Linked DNA regions of Sus scrofa: region 1 is linked to region 2. The links are chromatin contacts, called in public HiChIP or PLAC-seq maps. All regions are on one chromosome and are shown on one strand. The core of a region is the stretch at or near the end of the contact, and the rest is flanking DNA. Distances in the headings are between cores, read along the strand shown.

Region 1 (7,248 bases), core at 2,312-4,811, 270 kb after region 2:
TTAAATTGGCATTTTGAGCAGTTCATGTTGGCCAAGCTTAGACATGTTCAAGGTCTGGTTATTCTGAAAGAGCAAACAACACCTTAAAGTTATTGGTACCTTTGATACAACCTACTTATATGAACAGATATTCTCTACGTTAGAGTTACTGAAGTCACATAGAAAATAAAGAGCCAGAACTGCAGCAAAGTCATTCTACTATTAAACTCAATATTGACAATTTAGTTTTAGCAAAACAATAGTATATGTTACATTAGATCCTTGGTTCTTAATGGGGGCAATTTTGCCCCCAAGGGACATTTGATAATGTTTGGAGATATTTTTGATTGCTACAACTCAGGGGGTACTATTGGCATCTAGTGAGTAGAGGTCATGGATGCCACCAAACATCCTAGAGTGGACAGAACAGCGCCCACAACAAAAAATTATTCAGTCCAAAAAAAAAAAGGAGTTCCATCGTGGCTCAGTGGTTAATGAATCCGACTAGGAACCATGAGATTGCGGGTGCACCCCTAGAGAAGACCAAATAAAAAAAAAACTATCCAGTCCAAAATGTCAATAGTGCCAAGGTTGAGAAGCTGCATTAGATTAATGTCAATTTAAATTTATTGGCTTGGTAGTTTCATTTACTTTGTAAAAATAACTGCTTTTTTTCTTTCTTTTTTTTTTTTTTTTTTTGTCTTTTTAGGGCTACACCTGTAGAATACGGAAGTTCCCAGGCTAGGCATTGAATCAGAACCACAGCTACTGGCCTATACCACAGCCACAGCCAAGCCAGATAGGACGTGAGTCTGTGACCTGCACTACAGCTCACAGCAACGCCAGATCCTCTACCCACTGAGCAAGGCCAGGGGTGGAACCCATGTCATCATGGATCCTAGTTGGGTTCATTACTGCTAAGCCACAATGGAAACTCCAAAATAACAGATTTTATAGTTGTTTAAGAGCAATATGCTTAAGTTTATACCTGGCTTAATGTGTTGATAAAACAATTTTTATCAACATTGCACATTCATGACAATTTCTCCCTTCATTCAAATGTGAAAAACACTGTTCTGCAAAAAGTATGAAATATTTGCTGTTTGGGGTGGTCTTTTTTTCACAAATATCTTCATACCTACTATGTGGCAGAAATTGTGCCAAGTGCTCCTGATATGAAAAAGACCACTATTTCTTTGCCCCCCTGGTCAGTCAATGTGAGAGAAAGACTATACAGCAATAAGTAATAACAATAAGTAATATGAACTGTGATGTCCTATAAGGGAAATAAACAAGTTACTGTGATAGAAAATAGGAAACAACCTAAATGTCCATCAACAGATGAATGGATTAAGAAAATGTGGTATATATACACAACAGAATACTGCTCAGCCATAAACAAGAACAACATAATGCCATTTGCAGCAACATGGATGGAACTGGAGACTCTCACACTAAGTGAAGTCAGAAAGAGAAAGGCAAATGCCATATGATATCACTTAGATATGGAATCTAATATATGGCACAAATGAATATTTCTACAGAAAAGAAACTCATGGACTTGGAGAACAGACTTGTGGCTGCCAAGGGGGTGGGGGAGGGAGTGGGATGGACTGGGAGTCTGGAGTTAATAGATGCCAACTATTGCATTTGGAATGCATAAGCAATGAGATCCTGCTGTACAGAACAGGGAACTGTATCCATGATGGAGCATGATGGAGGATAATGTGAGAAAAAGAATGTATATATATATATATATGTGTGTGACTGGGTCACTTTGCTGTATAGTAGAAATTGACAGAACACTATAAACCAACTCTAATGGAAAAAATAAAAACCGTTAAAAAAAAACAAAATAATGGCATAAGGAATATTCTTAAAGAGGTGGTCTGAGAAAATTTTTCTGAGAAGGTGAAATTCTCTCTTTAAATCTGAGAATTTAGGAAAATATCCAATTGAGACATTTTAAATAAGAAAAAAAGGCTGTTATTGTTCCCATAGTGTGTTCTCTCTTTCTACTTCAATCAAGCACACATACATGCTTCCTGAATATTCTTCTCCTATATGCCTTGTCCTAGTTTTGTAGTAAAAAATAAATAACAACAAAAGGAATCTGATTAATTTATGTTTTATAGACCAAGAGAGTAATATTCCTGCTTCTTTACAGCCTATACTACCAATTCTTATAGACACAGGCATGACTTTGTATACAGATAGATTCAAATCCTGCCTTATCAAGACTAGCCACCATAGGAAGTTACCTTACAGTCCAGCAGGTTAAGGATCCGACCTTACGGCAACTGTAAAGCAGGTGGCAACTGTGGCATGGGCTTCATCTCTAGCCCAGGAACTTCCACACGCAGCAGATGAGGTGTGTGCAGCAAAACAAACAAAAAACCCAAAAACTACAAGCCACCATAAAGTTCTCTGAGCTTCAAGTTGCTCATTTGTAAACTGGGGCTAACAATACCTAACTTGCTATGTTGTTGAGATGATTAGATAATACTACTGGAAGCATAAGTAGAAAAGAAGAGTGGTTCAGATACTGGAGCCAGACAGATCTGGGTTCAAGACCAAGTTTGCTAATTATTAACTGCCTAATACCTGACACCAGAGTTAATCTGTGAAACGGAGATAGGTGGTTGTGAAGTTAAATGAGATAATACATGTAGTACATGGCCCCTCCTTCTCATACATTCCTGGTTACATGAAGGCCTCCCTCCAAATTCTTCTGGAGAAGAAATTTCCTGGTCAAGGAGTAGAGGGAAACACCCTCATTCACTTTTTCATTCAAAATAATTGACTGAAGTCGTATTCTGTGTTAGATACTACGTATTTGGACAAATTTTCAAAACAGCTTAAAACAGAGTGCAAGTGTGAAGATGGGAGAAAGCATCTCCCTCATTTTTACATCCAGTTCCCCAGCAACTCTCATTCAGATAGTTCATCCTTAGGCTCAGCCCTGGATTCCCTCCTCTTCCCCAAGGCAGGGCCTTTCAGGAGTCTGCCCTCCTTTTCCCAGCGTAGCCCAAACCTCTCAAGGTGTTTACACCGTGGTAGGCCCCTCCGGCACAGCCCTCCAGCTACCTGCTCAAGGACACGCCCCCCCGCCCCCGCCTCAGCTCTGCAAGCCACGCCCCCTAAGGCTCCTCCCCCACGCAGTGGCTCAGGTCCACCCATTCCCTGCTCGCTAGTTCCCGCGCTCTGAGCCGGATTGTACCTGGAGGCCACCCCGCTTGTTCCACGTGAAAATGGACCCTGGGTATCCGCTCAGCGCCAAGAGCAGTTCGTGGATCATTTCCACGGCGGACCTCCGGTCCCTATATCCGTTGCACCTTTCTCCAGAGCCTCACCAGGCGACCAAGGAAACGCGTATTCCTTTCTCTACTCGCGCACAGGCCTCCTGGACGGGCGGTTCCTCCAGACTTTATCCGCTGAGAGAACTGCTGCGGAGAGCGTACGGGAAGCAGGGAAGGGATAGGCGAGCCGCGTCCCGGAAGTGCACTGTGCTCGGTTGGGCCCACTCGCTCGCTCCCGCCGGGGCTCCGCGAGAGGTGTCTAAGCAGCTGCCCTTGCGCATGCGTCTGTGGCGCCCTAGTCGCCTGCTCTCACTTCCGGTTTGGGAACTGGACTGGGAGGCTTGAGAGTCCCGGCTGGAGCCAGACCTCGAGTGGGTGAGGCTGGCCCACGGGCAGAGATGCGAGCGGATTGAGGGGTATCCCGAGTGGGAGAAGCTCCTAGGGGTGGGCCAGAGGGTGCTCTCAGGGCGCCTTAGCCCCGGTCCGAAGCCTCTGGAGGGACTCCTTACCGCTCCGAGAGTGACCTGGCCAGAAAGCGAAGACAAAGAGGCCGGAACCCCGCACCCGCCGCTCCTTGAGCTGTGCTCCGCACTCGCGAATACCGCAGCCCTCGGAGCGCTTGGCCAGCACTCGAGCTCGTCTTCAGGAGACACATGACTACTGCCCCCTCGGACTCCCTCTTTCCACCAACTCAGTGTGACTCTCCCCAAGTCCACCTGGCCCTCGCTTCAGAAGTCAAAACCAACTTCTCTCAATGCTCGAGATTTCCCGTCAGTAGTTCCCGGATATTTACTGAGCGATTACTTCTGCTGTGAGGGAAAACAAAGACCCAGTGTTGTGTACTTGATTTTTGTTTGGGGTAGAAATTGGTGGTGGTGGAGTCTGAGGGGGCGGGGCGGACGTAGAGGGTTTGGGGAAGGACGGCGGAAGTATTGGGGCAGATCAGAGGCGACCCGCTGGACAGAGGGTTTTCTATTGCCTTCCTCGGGGTGGTGACATGCCTTTAAAACCTCTCAGCTCTAGGTCTCCCTTACGGTTTGAACTCACTATGCAGCACTGGCCAGGGGAGCTCAATGGGTCAGACTTGGGGAGGGGTGGAAGAGGAGCAGTCAGTAGTTTATTCTCTGCTGCTTCCCCGGGGCTGCCCTGGAAGTCGCCCAGAAATGCAGCTTTTGAATGGTCTCTCACCTTCATGCTCAGTTTTGGCTTGCTGCCCTGAAGTTGGTGCTACCTCACATGGCCACGCAGAACTTAGGGGAAGTCAGGCCAGCTCTGGCAAGACTTTAGACATATGAGTGTATTCCTTCTGATAGTGCCATCTCTCTCTACCCTAGGAGGAAATTCTTCTTACAGAGAGAGACTCATCTGCAGGTGATTCTTCAAGGACATGGAAGATAGGTGTAAACCCTGGAACCTAGACCCTTAAATGGAGGAAAGCCGCTTTCTGCTGTGAATGATGGCCAAACCCACCCTGAGAGGGACTGGCACTAACTCTGAGACCTTCCGACAGCGCTTCAGGAGATTTCATTACCAGGAGGTAGCTGGGCCCCGGGAGGCTTTCAGCCAACTGTGGCAACTTTGCTGTCGGTGGCTAAGACCGGAGGTGCGCACCAAGGAGCAGATTGTAGAGTTGTTGGTGCTAGAGCAGTTCCTGACCATCTTACCTGGGGAGATCCAGAATTGGGTACAAAAGCAATGTCCAGAAAGTGGAGAGGAGGCAGTGGCTCTGGTGGAAGATTTAGAAAGAGAGCCTGGAAGACCTGGACATTCGGTGAGCAGGGAGAGGGAATTTAGAAATGTGTGACTGGGAAGGGGCAGGATGAAAAGCCACACTAAGGCACAGTCTCCCTTGCTGATGCTTATACTTATGGTCCTTTAACAGGTAATTTTTTCAGATAGAACTTATTGGGAGATGCTACCAATAAGCATGTGCTTGTGCTACATGTCACAATGAGTTATTCATAGTTTCATGGGTTTTTTTACTTAACAGGGAAGAAAGGGTAATTCTTTTTCAGCCTGTAGTTTGGCTTACTGCTTTGATCTAGCGTTCCTGCTGCTCTTAGCTAACAGTAATGGACTAAGAAAGACATTTGTTCACTATTAATCACCTCCCACCCCAACCTTAGCCTTGTCTCCAAAGGATGATCTCTTTTGGGGTATCAGATAATCTCCTCTGGGAATACCCCTCATTATGACCTTGCAGTGACAATTCATGGGGATTGTTTCTAGGTCACAGTCTCTATGAAGGGGCAGGAAGTGCGCTTGGAGAAGATGACACCCCTGAAATCATCACGAGAGTTATTAAGTGTTCTGCAGGAGTCAGTGGAACCCCAGCCCAGGGGTGTACCCAAGAAAGAGAGGGCAAGAAGCTCAGACCTGGGACCACGGGAGCAGATGAACCCACAGGAGAAGCTCAGACCTTTTCAAAGGAGCGGTGAGGAGTAGATTCATATGGGAAGATAGAATGCCATTCTAAATTGGGAAGTAGGGTTGGGAGTAGTGAGTGGGAAAGGGATGTCAGGAGTGAGTGGAGATTGTAGAGTGTGCAGTTGCTGGGGACCTCCTGAAGGTACGTAGTTTAGCTCTCTGCTACAATAAATATTCTTGTATTTCCTCTTGATAAGTCTGCCAGCGGATTGCTCCCTAGTTTTTGCCAGAACTTGGAATTACTCTCTTTCCTCCTGGTAATGATAACACTCACTGGGTCAGTTTTTTTCTAGCTAAAAATTCTTTTCTATGCTGGAAGGCACATCTTCCTTTTAGTCGTTTTCTTTCTCTACATTAAACTGTATTTGTTTCTTTAAGCTTTTCCTTGGAAGCTCCATTCTTCAGACCTACTAAGTTTTTGTTACTCTCTTGGACCTTTAAGTTCTCCAAATAGCCTGTTCATAGTGCAGAATTAAACTATATATTACTCCAGTGAGGGTCTGATAGGTAGAGGCAGAGTAAGAATTTTACTTCAGAATTTCTTCATACTTTCAGTATAGCTCAACTAATTATTTGATGATTGCTGTTCACCTGATACTCCCAGGACTTTTAGCGCTTTCCCATTGTCTTTGTGCCTAGTGCTTATTCTTTTACTTGATTTTGTAGAACTTGTTTTTCTTCTTTGTACTCCCTTTTGTATGTTTGTTTTTTTTTCTCCCTTTGATCAGCTCTTTAATTTGTTGAGGTTGTTTTGAATTCTGATCTTATCATCCAAGACATTAGCCTTCTCAGCCAGTTTGGTTGTGGTTCTCTTAGTCATCGAGAGGCAATCCCTCAACCCCACACACAGACTTGCAGAATTAATCCGTATTTGAACACCAACCATGTGCTCAGCACCTGGCAGGGTACTCTGCAATAAGAAAAGGTGTCTGTTCTCAAACATAAATATGTGCTGAACTGTATTGAAGCAATGCCAAACAATGCCTTGTTACTCACTGTGACACGGGTTTGTCAGAGTGGGAGATGAGGGAACTGTAGGGAATGCCTCAAGGGGGCACTGGCAAATACAGCTTCTTGATGAATGGGTTGAATGTGAATAGAAGGGAGACAGTTAAAAGAAAGAAGAGGCACAGAGTGGTAAATAAACATCTGCTGTGTTTGTTCTGGAGGCGGGGAATCTGGTATGAATGGGTCAAGCATGGGTAGACAATCAGGTTAAGGTTTGGCAGTACATAAAGTACGTGAGCTGAGGAAGCAAGAGGTTAGAGGTAGGTAGGACAGTGACTGCAGCAGTTCCCCGGTGTGAGAAGGTAAGGGGTCTAAGACTGGGATGGTACAGTAGGAATAAAGAATATACTAAGAGAAAACCTTTAGCACTTGGTGACTGTGTGTGAAGGAAGACAGACTCCTCCTTGAGATCACTGAGTTTAATTCTCTGGCCCTAAGTGGAGAACTACAGTTGACCCTTGAACAACATGAGCTTCAACTGCATGGGTCCAATACATGTGGATATTTTCCAATAGTAATTGAAAAATATGCTGCT
Region 2 (7,625 bases), core at 1,496-3,995:
AGTAATCCTGATCTATACAAAGAAATATAGCAGTCAGAAAACATTTCCAGCCGAACTATTAATAAAATAAGAATAGTCGATCATAGAGTTCCTTATGGAGCAGCAGGTTAAGGATCTGGCATTGTCACTGCAGCAGCTGGAGTCACTGATGTGGTGCAAGTTCAACTGCTGGCCCTGGGACTTTCCACATGCCTTGAGTGCAGCCATATTGGAAAAAAAAAAAAAAAAGAATGGTTGAATGGGAAGAAATAAGGACATCATCAACAGGAGACTTCTTCTTTTTTTTTTTTTTGTCTTTTGTCTTTTTTGTTGTTGTTTTGTTGTTGTTGTTGCTATTTCTTGGGCCGCTCCCGCGGCATATGGAGGTTCCCAGGCTAGGGGTTGAATCGGAGCTGTAGCCACCGGCCTACGCCAGAGCCACAGCAACGCGGGATCCGAGCTGCGTCTGCAACCTACACCACAGCTCACGGCAACGCCGGATCGTCAACCCACTGAGCAAGGGCAGGGACCGAACCCGCAACCTCATGGTTCCTAGTCGGATTCATTAACCACTGCGCCACGACGGGAACTCCAACAGGAGACTTCTTTGATTCAAATTTCTCATTCAGAAAACTGATTCTTCTTGTAGGTATTGTGGAGGATGACCTTAACTTCCATACCAATTAAAAGGAGACACCACTGCAGAGATCCACCCAGTTTTAGGGATAGTTTAGTGCATGATGGGATATGTAGTTTTTAAGGAAGCACATGCAACAATTTAAAGTAGCAGAGAACACCTTCAATAGGGGAAAAAAAAAAAAAAACTGCTTTAAACTAAGTCTAATAGCCCACAATTCTCCTGCAATTCATTTCATGTTGACCCCTGTAGTCAGAGGCACCAAATAGTCTTGATACAACTACATAGAGCGCCATTTTAATCACAGTGACACCCCCTGAGAGTTAATAGTGTGGTAATATGATTGGGAAGAGTTGTTTCCAAAAGAATGTGAATTCTATAGATGTATAAAAACCACCTATGGGAGTTCCCGTCGTGGCGCAGTGGTTAACAAATCAGACTAGGAACCATGAGGTTGCAGGTTCGGTCCCTGCCCTTGCTCAGTGGGTTAATGATCCGGCGTTGCCGTGTTGTAGGTGGTGTAGGCTGCAGACGCGGCTCGGATCCCGAGTTGCTGTGGCTCTGGCATAGGCTAGTGGCTACAGCTCCGATTGGACCCCCAGCGTGGGAACCTCCATATGCCGCTGGAGCGGCCCAAGAAATAGCAAAAAAAAAAAAAGACAAAAAAAAAAAAAACAACCCAAAAAACAAACAAAAAAAACCACCTATGATGTGTAATCAGTACCGCCAGTCAGCCACAGAACAGCCCCGGATGAATAAACTGCCACCAGCTGGAAACAAAATGTGTTGCCTCTAAACACAGCCTTCTGGTTCAGGTGGTCTTCATTACAGGACTTCTAGTGTAACCCTCAAGTCAGCTGAACCCTTGCAGAATGAAGATGAGAATCAGAAGCAAGTGAAAGTTACCTAATATTCTTTTGCTGTAACTTTTGAATACACATAATTTTTAATTTAGGGTCATTGTCGCAGAAGAAAAATCAAGTACTACAATTAGTGTGCTTATACTGAGTTGTCCCCAGTGTTAAGATAATCATCGTAAAGATAATCTGGTAAAGATTTTTTTGGGGGAAAAAAAAAACACCACACCACCACCAGAGTGCTGGTTTACTGGGCCAGAAATCCTATTTGGTCTCTCCCCACCCCCACCCACCAGCTTTTTATTTCCATTTAGTTTTATCCAAAAGAATTTACATTCTTGTTCAGTTATATCACTCAAGTGGAGTATTTCACCAACACTACCTTCTCACTGGGGTCTTTGGCATTTTTTAGAAATCCTAACTAAAAGTGACCATTTAGACAGATTCTAACAGAATTACTCTGTTTATTTACTCTTTTTTTAACAAAATTCTGCTAATGTTGAGAAGTGATGGGCTTAATGGTGAAAGCGCACCATGTGATGGACAAAATAACTGCCTGCCTCAAGAAAGCACTTATGACCATTCTGCAGCCACTGAGTGACCTTGGCTAGAAACCAATGGCTGCGTGGGGCAAGAAAGGAAGTACCGTGGGGGCCCAGGGCTTCTGCACTTGGTGAAACGCTGACTTCCAATATAAGGCCTTGCGATGCTCGTCTAATGAATGGCAAACAGCAACACTGACTCACCCAGAAAACTGTAAAGATACGAAACGAAGCGGGGAAAGGCGGCGGGCGGGGGTGGTGTGGTATGGTGGTTAAACCCTCTGCAATAGGAAGTGCCACAAGAGCACCGAGGTAAGGATGTGGCCCTGCGGGAGAGGGGCCTCGCGTTTTCCCTCTCCGGTCTCGCTTCCAGGCCATCAGCACCGACTCCTCCGCTCTCGGTGAGGCAGCTCGGTTCCCCGTAGGTGGAAAATCTGCGGGCTGCTGCCGGGATCGCGGCGATGATGGAGGGAGCCGGCGCTGCGTAGGCCTAACCGTTCCCGCGCCCTCGCTCCGGCTCAGCCCGGCCCTCCCTCTCCCGCCCCGGTTAAGTGGCCTCACCAGGGGGCAAAGAACTCCACGAGCATGAGCCCCGCAGAGCCCGTGTCGGAGATGCGACTCTCGAAGTTGTCGTCGGTGAGTTCCAGCACGTCGGAGGCAGCGGCGAGGCGGGCGGCGGCGAGAAGAAGCGCCACGCCCGGGAACAGCGCTAGGCGGCAGAGGCGCATGGCGACCAGCTGAGGCGGGGGCGGCCAGGAGGGTCAGGGTTCGGCGGGGACTGCGGAGGCCGTGCCGGCGACCACTCACCCTCTGCCTCAGCTCGCGCGTCTGACCCAGGCGGACCTGCAGCCGGAGGTCCCAACCCCCCAGCCCGGCTGGGCCGCAGTGTGGCAGCCGCTGATTGGCTGCGCGGCGCCTGCGTCGGGCGGGCGGGACCAGCTGGTAACCGCCGAGTGGTCGAAGCGCGGGGCGGGGCTGAGGCGGCAAGCGCCTGGCGAGCTGGGCTGGGAGGGGGCCCGGGCTGGGGGCTGGTGTTCCGGGTGGGCCGGGGGCGAGCCGGAACCCCGGGAGAGGGCGGGACCGGGCGGAGCTGGGCGTGGGGCGCAGCGAGGCTAGGAACCGACCTTGAGCTCGTCCCGCGTGGGGAGAGCAGAGCTCAGGGGGGGTGCCAGAGCCGGAGACTGGGATAGCGAACTCAGGGCTGAGTGAGCGGAAGAGAGCCCGGCCTGAGGTGAGGCCCAGAATCGGGAACTGAGAGAAGGAGCTGGCGCCTGAGGCAGCAAGTTGGAGTGGATACTCGGGACGGGATACCTTTTCAAAATGTCAGGCTGTTGCATTTTGTCCAATTCCTCTTAACTTGGTTTTTCATAGCGGGCAGTCCTAAGCCCTCCCATTCCTCCCATCATTGCATTCATGACCCGATTCCCTCAGGTCCAGGTGGTGCCGGAATTCCTCTTTGTCCAGCTCAGGACTCCTGCTCTTTGTTGGCTGCTGCTTTTAACTAGAAATGCTGTCACACAAGTAAAGGTACCTGTCCATGTAGTCAACTGCGCAGATTCTCTGTTATGACTCCTTTTGTTTCAGAAAGCCTTGCGTCTAGGTATATAACATTTGTCTTCTTAAGGGCAAAGAGGTTGGGAGGAGGGAAAGAGAACCTCTAAGCTGTGGTGCAACTCCAGCTTGAAATGAAATAACACTCGATTCTTTCATGTTCTTAACAGACATGGCCACTTACGGCCCAACAGGACACATGCAACTGCCCCGAGCTGATGCCATTCGTTCCCGTCTGATTGATACTTTCTCTCTCATCGAGCACCTGCAAGGCTTGAGCCAAGCTGTGCCACGGCACACCATCCGAGAGATACTTGGTCAGCAGCCTCTTTCTTCCCTAGGATGAATTTAAGTCTCCTGTTCACACCACCAATGAGTAGGAAGCAGAGGGAGAATTTTAAAGGTGGAAAATTCAGGGGAGATTGGTTTGGCTGCTAGTTTGGAAGTTACACCAAACTTTTTTTTGGCCAAACTCTTGGCATCTGGAAGTTCCTGGGCCAGGGATCCAACCCTCGTCACAGCAACCATCCGAGCCATTGCAGTAACAATGCTGGATCCTTAACCCACTGAGCCACAGGGAACTCATATACCAAGCTTGATAAATCAAAGTGTTTATAAATAAAACTCTGAATACAGGAGATAGAACCCATGTCATTCACTTTTAGGCTTAGAATAACTACCAACCCTGGCTAACTAGGAGATTTTTACCAAAGACACTTAGGTTGAACCTATGGCCTTTGTTCTTGGTCATGGACAGTGTTAGTCCTAAGAGATAGGTTAGTTCTTACTCCAAACTAATATCAGTTGCTGTATGAGGGAGCAGCAAGGTAAGCCCCTGCACTGGGGCCCCATTATGTAACCAGCATTCCTGCCCTCAATCCTACCAGCAGCTCTTCATACTCCCAAAGACTACTCTTTATTATATTTATCCAATGTCTTCTCCCCACCCTTTTTTTAAATTTTTGGTGTAGATCCTTCCCGTCAGAAGAAACTCATGTTGGGAGATCAACACCAGCTTGTGCGCTTCTCCATAAAGCCTTGTCACGTAGGACGGATCACACATGGCCAGAGGCTGATGAGTACCCTTCGAGTGCGCTGTAGCCAGAGGCCCCCTCTTTCCTTGTGGGCTGGATGGGTTCTTGAGTGTATCCTTTCATGCCTCTCATTTTTAATCCATGCCTTTACTGTCTCTCTTGCCTCATCATCTGCCTAATTTGACTAATTTTTCCCTTCTCAAACTCCATTTTCTTCTCATTCTCACTGGTTTTATTCTTGCCCTAATCATGTGGCCTGTGTATATCAAAAAGAACTCTATTCTGTATGTTTTCTTAAGAGAAAACAGGTCCTCTCTTCACAAACTTCATCATCTTCCTCATCTTTTTGAACACGATTGTACTGATGGTTGAAATAGGTGAGAACTGACATTGGATGAAGGGGTGGGAGTCATTTCTCCTTTAAAATGATCATTTTGCATATTTGAATGTTACTTGAGATGTGATAGGGACAATTACATTGTCTCTTGGAGCAGGATTTGTACAACTGCTAAGACCTAGAAACATTTGGAGGGTGCTCGAGAGTAGTGGATATAAGGAAGTCTAGACACTTAGAGGTAGGGTGTAATAGACTCACAAGGTATTGAAGATTGGAAAACCACTTATATTTCTTGTATCAGGTTAGTCTAATATTTCAGTTAATCTTTTCTATTAAGAGATATTGGTTCCTATCACCAAGTGACCCGACATTTATATTTTTATAAGTATGTTTAGAACGATTATTTAAGTACAAATAAAAAAGCTCACAATGTGTATAAAATGAGGTACAACTAAAATATTAGATTGAGCCAAGAAATGACTTAAAAAGTAAATGACTCTAAAACCAATCATAAATTTTATGAAATGTATTAAAAGCAAAATAATGTCTTGAGGATCTGTGAGTTCATTTGATTATCATCTCAAACTACTGAGAAAAGAGAGTAGCAGTACTCATGTCCTTGTTTCATCCTGTTTTTGGTAAGTTTCCCACTTTAAAATTAGTCTTTCAAACATACTTAATTTATGTATTTTAAATTTTTTTCTTTTATATTTTGATATAACAACATTTTAATGACATACATTAATACATGTAAACATATTAGGTTTACAATATTATATGTTAAAGTATAAGTGGAAATCTAATTATGTAATAGGGCATTAGAAAACGTCTACTTCCTCAATGATATTGATAATTCTACTTTGCACTTTAAACATCACTTTGGCCTATTTTTATAATTTTCATATTTTGTTTCTAAATGGTGAGAGAATAAGAAAGATGTGGCTTATTTGCAACCCTTTCCCTGAAAATAACACATTGTAAGTGTGAATAAGCCTTATTCCCAACAAAAACCTAGGTATAAAATTATTAAATTTTAACATTGATTTTTGAGGTTCTAGAGATATCTTGATGTACTATATACAATTTTTTTATCAGATGCATGCAATTATAGAATCTGATGAAGATTGTCTTGAGTTAAACTTGCAGAGTTAATTCTTTTGCTCTTCATGGAGTTATATTTCAACGTCTATGTTTCTTACTTCATTGTAGATGTGATTAGCCAAAACATTACTAAACACAATAACAATTTAAAACTAAGTGTCAAAATCTGTGCAGCAGTTTGTGTTATTCAGGGTGAGTATGCTCTTCTGGTCTCCATTAAGTGCCAAGCATATCAGTCAGTGGTATTTGAAGGCTCTCAGATTGTTCTGTTAAACAAAGATAAACATATTAAATTATTATTTAGCTTTTAAGCCTATTTTGATCTCAGTGTTTTTTCCTACAGCATGATATACATCCATTATATCACCTTCCCCTAAGGGTGAGGGTTGAAAGATGAAGGCAATTAAGGAATTGAAATTAGCAACTAATAAGGTTCTAGACAGGAAATATAGGATCCAGTTTGTGCTGCAGAATAAAATCAATTTTAGGTAGAAAAAAGGGGAAGTTTTAAAACTTAACAAAGAGCCAAGTAATTTTTTTTTTTTTTTTAAGTGATGTCCATAGCACATGGAAGTTCCCAGGGCAGGGATCGAACCTGGGCCACAGCATCAGCCCAAGCCGCTGCAATGACAATGCCCAATTTTTAACCTACTCTGCCCCAAGAGAATTCCCCAAGTAATTTCTTATATCCTAATCTGATCCATGAATCTGGCTTCTTGTTCTTGCATTCATTATAAAACAATTTCCATAGGGAGTTTTCTGGTGTTCTACTGGTTAGGACTTGAAGCTTTCACTGCTGCAGCTAAGTTCAATTCCTGGTCTGGGAACTCAGATCTTATATCAAGCCACTGCACGACTCAGCAAAAAAACCAAACAGAACAACCCCCCAAAACACACAAAAAATTCCTAAAACGCTTTCCATATCATGGCCCTACATTTGCATTCTTTTCTCAAGGCCCACCGCTGCTCTGTGAAGTTTGGTACCAGGGTAACAGTGCAGCAGACAGGATTAGAGATAGTTAAGAGAGCAATTCCTTGGTGGCTCTGTGATCCCAGAGGGGAAAGGCAGTAACTTGAAGCTGTTATACATACCAGTACCAGCAGGAGATGAGTTGTAGCTCTTTTTCATGGTCAATTCTGTCCTCTCCTATATTTCACAGGTTGAAGCAACAACAGTGTTAAAAAGAGAAACTGAAAAATGGCATGCATAGCAGTGGGCGAAGCTGTGGTTTTTAATAGTTGCTGATCATTCTCTGTCATTCAGCTTCCCATTTCCTTAACCTTTGCTCATCCTTTATTCTCCCAGAATTGCTTGAATCCTCAAATGCCCAACTGTGGCCACTGAAGCTGACTCTGGAGGTGGCAGCTTGGTTCATCTTGCTTGTTTTCATCTTGGAGATCCTTCTTATGTGGATATCCAGCTTTTTCCTCTTCTGGAAGAATGCCTGGAATGTCTTTGACTTTGTTGTGACCATATTGGTAAGGCTGGATATCCTAAAAAGTAACTTATTAAGGCCGAGAAATGTGCCTAGGTGAATCAAAGACAAGAAAAGTTAAGATCACTAGAGCACAAGAAGAAATAAATAG

What was found. HiChIP or PLAC-seq counts read pairs in DNA pulled down with a chosen protein or histone mark.
Region 1: an H3K27ac HiChIP or PLAC-seq map of alveolar macrophages shows a contact between it and region 2. The contact joins the promoter of TUBGCP4 here to the promoter of PDIA3 in region 2. A contact is called at or near these places in 1 of 5 promoter capture datasets (fetal skeletal muscle) and 1 of 2 datasets of contacts at active chromatin or transcription factors (alveolar macrophages).

Annotation. Positions count from the first base shown.
Region 1 is chr1:128,080,478-128,087,725 of Sscrofa11.1, forward strand. It overlaps TUBGCP4 (gamma-tubulin complex component 4), which reads right to left and starts at 3,562. Exons shown (of 18, transcript XM_021096979.1): 1 at 3,200-3,562. The coding sequence starts at 3,277. ZSCAN29 (zinc finger and SCAN domain-containing protein 29) reads left to right here and starts at 3,588. Exons shown (of 7, transcript XM_005659684.3): 1 at 3,588-4,117; 2 at 4,613-5,049; 3 at 5,508-5,712. The coding sequence starts at 4,732.
Region 2 is chr1:127,811,351-127,818,975 of Sscrofa11.1, forward strand. It overlaps PDIA3 (protein disulfide isomerase family A member 3), which reads right to left and starts at 2,746. Exons shown (of 14, transcript NM_001195112.1): 1 at 2,577-2,746. The coding sequence starts at 2,743. It overlaps CATSPER2 (cation channel sperm associated 2), which reads left to right and starts at 3,212. Exons shown (of 13, transcript NM_001244270.1): 1 at 3,212-3,542; 2 at 3,737-3,883; 3 at 4,538-4,711; 4 at 4,909-4,977; 5 at 7,345-7,517. The coding sequence starts at 3,739.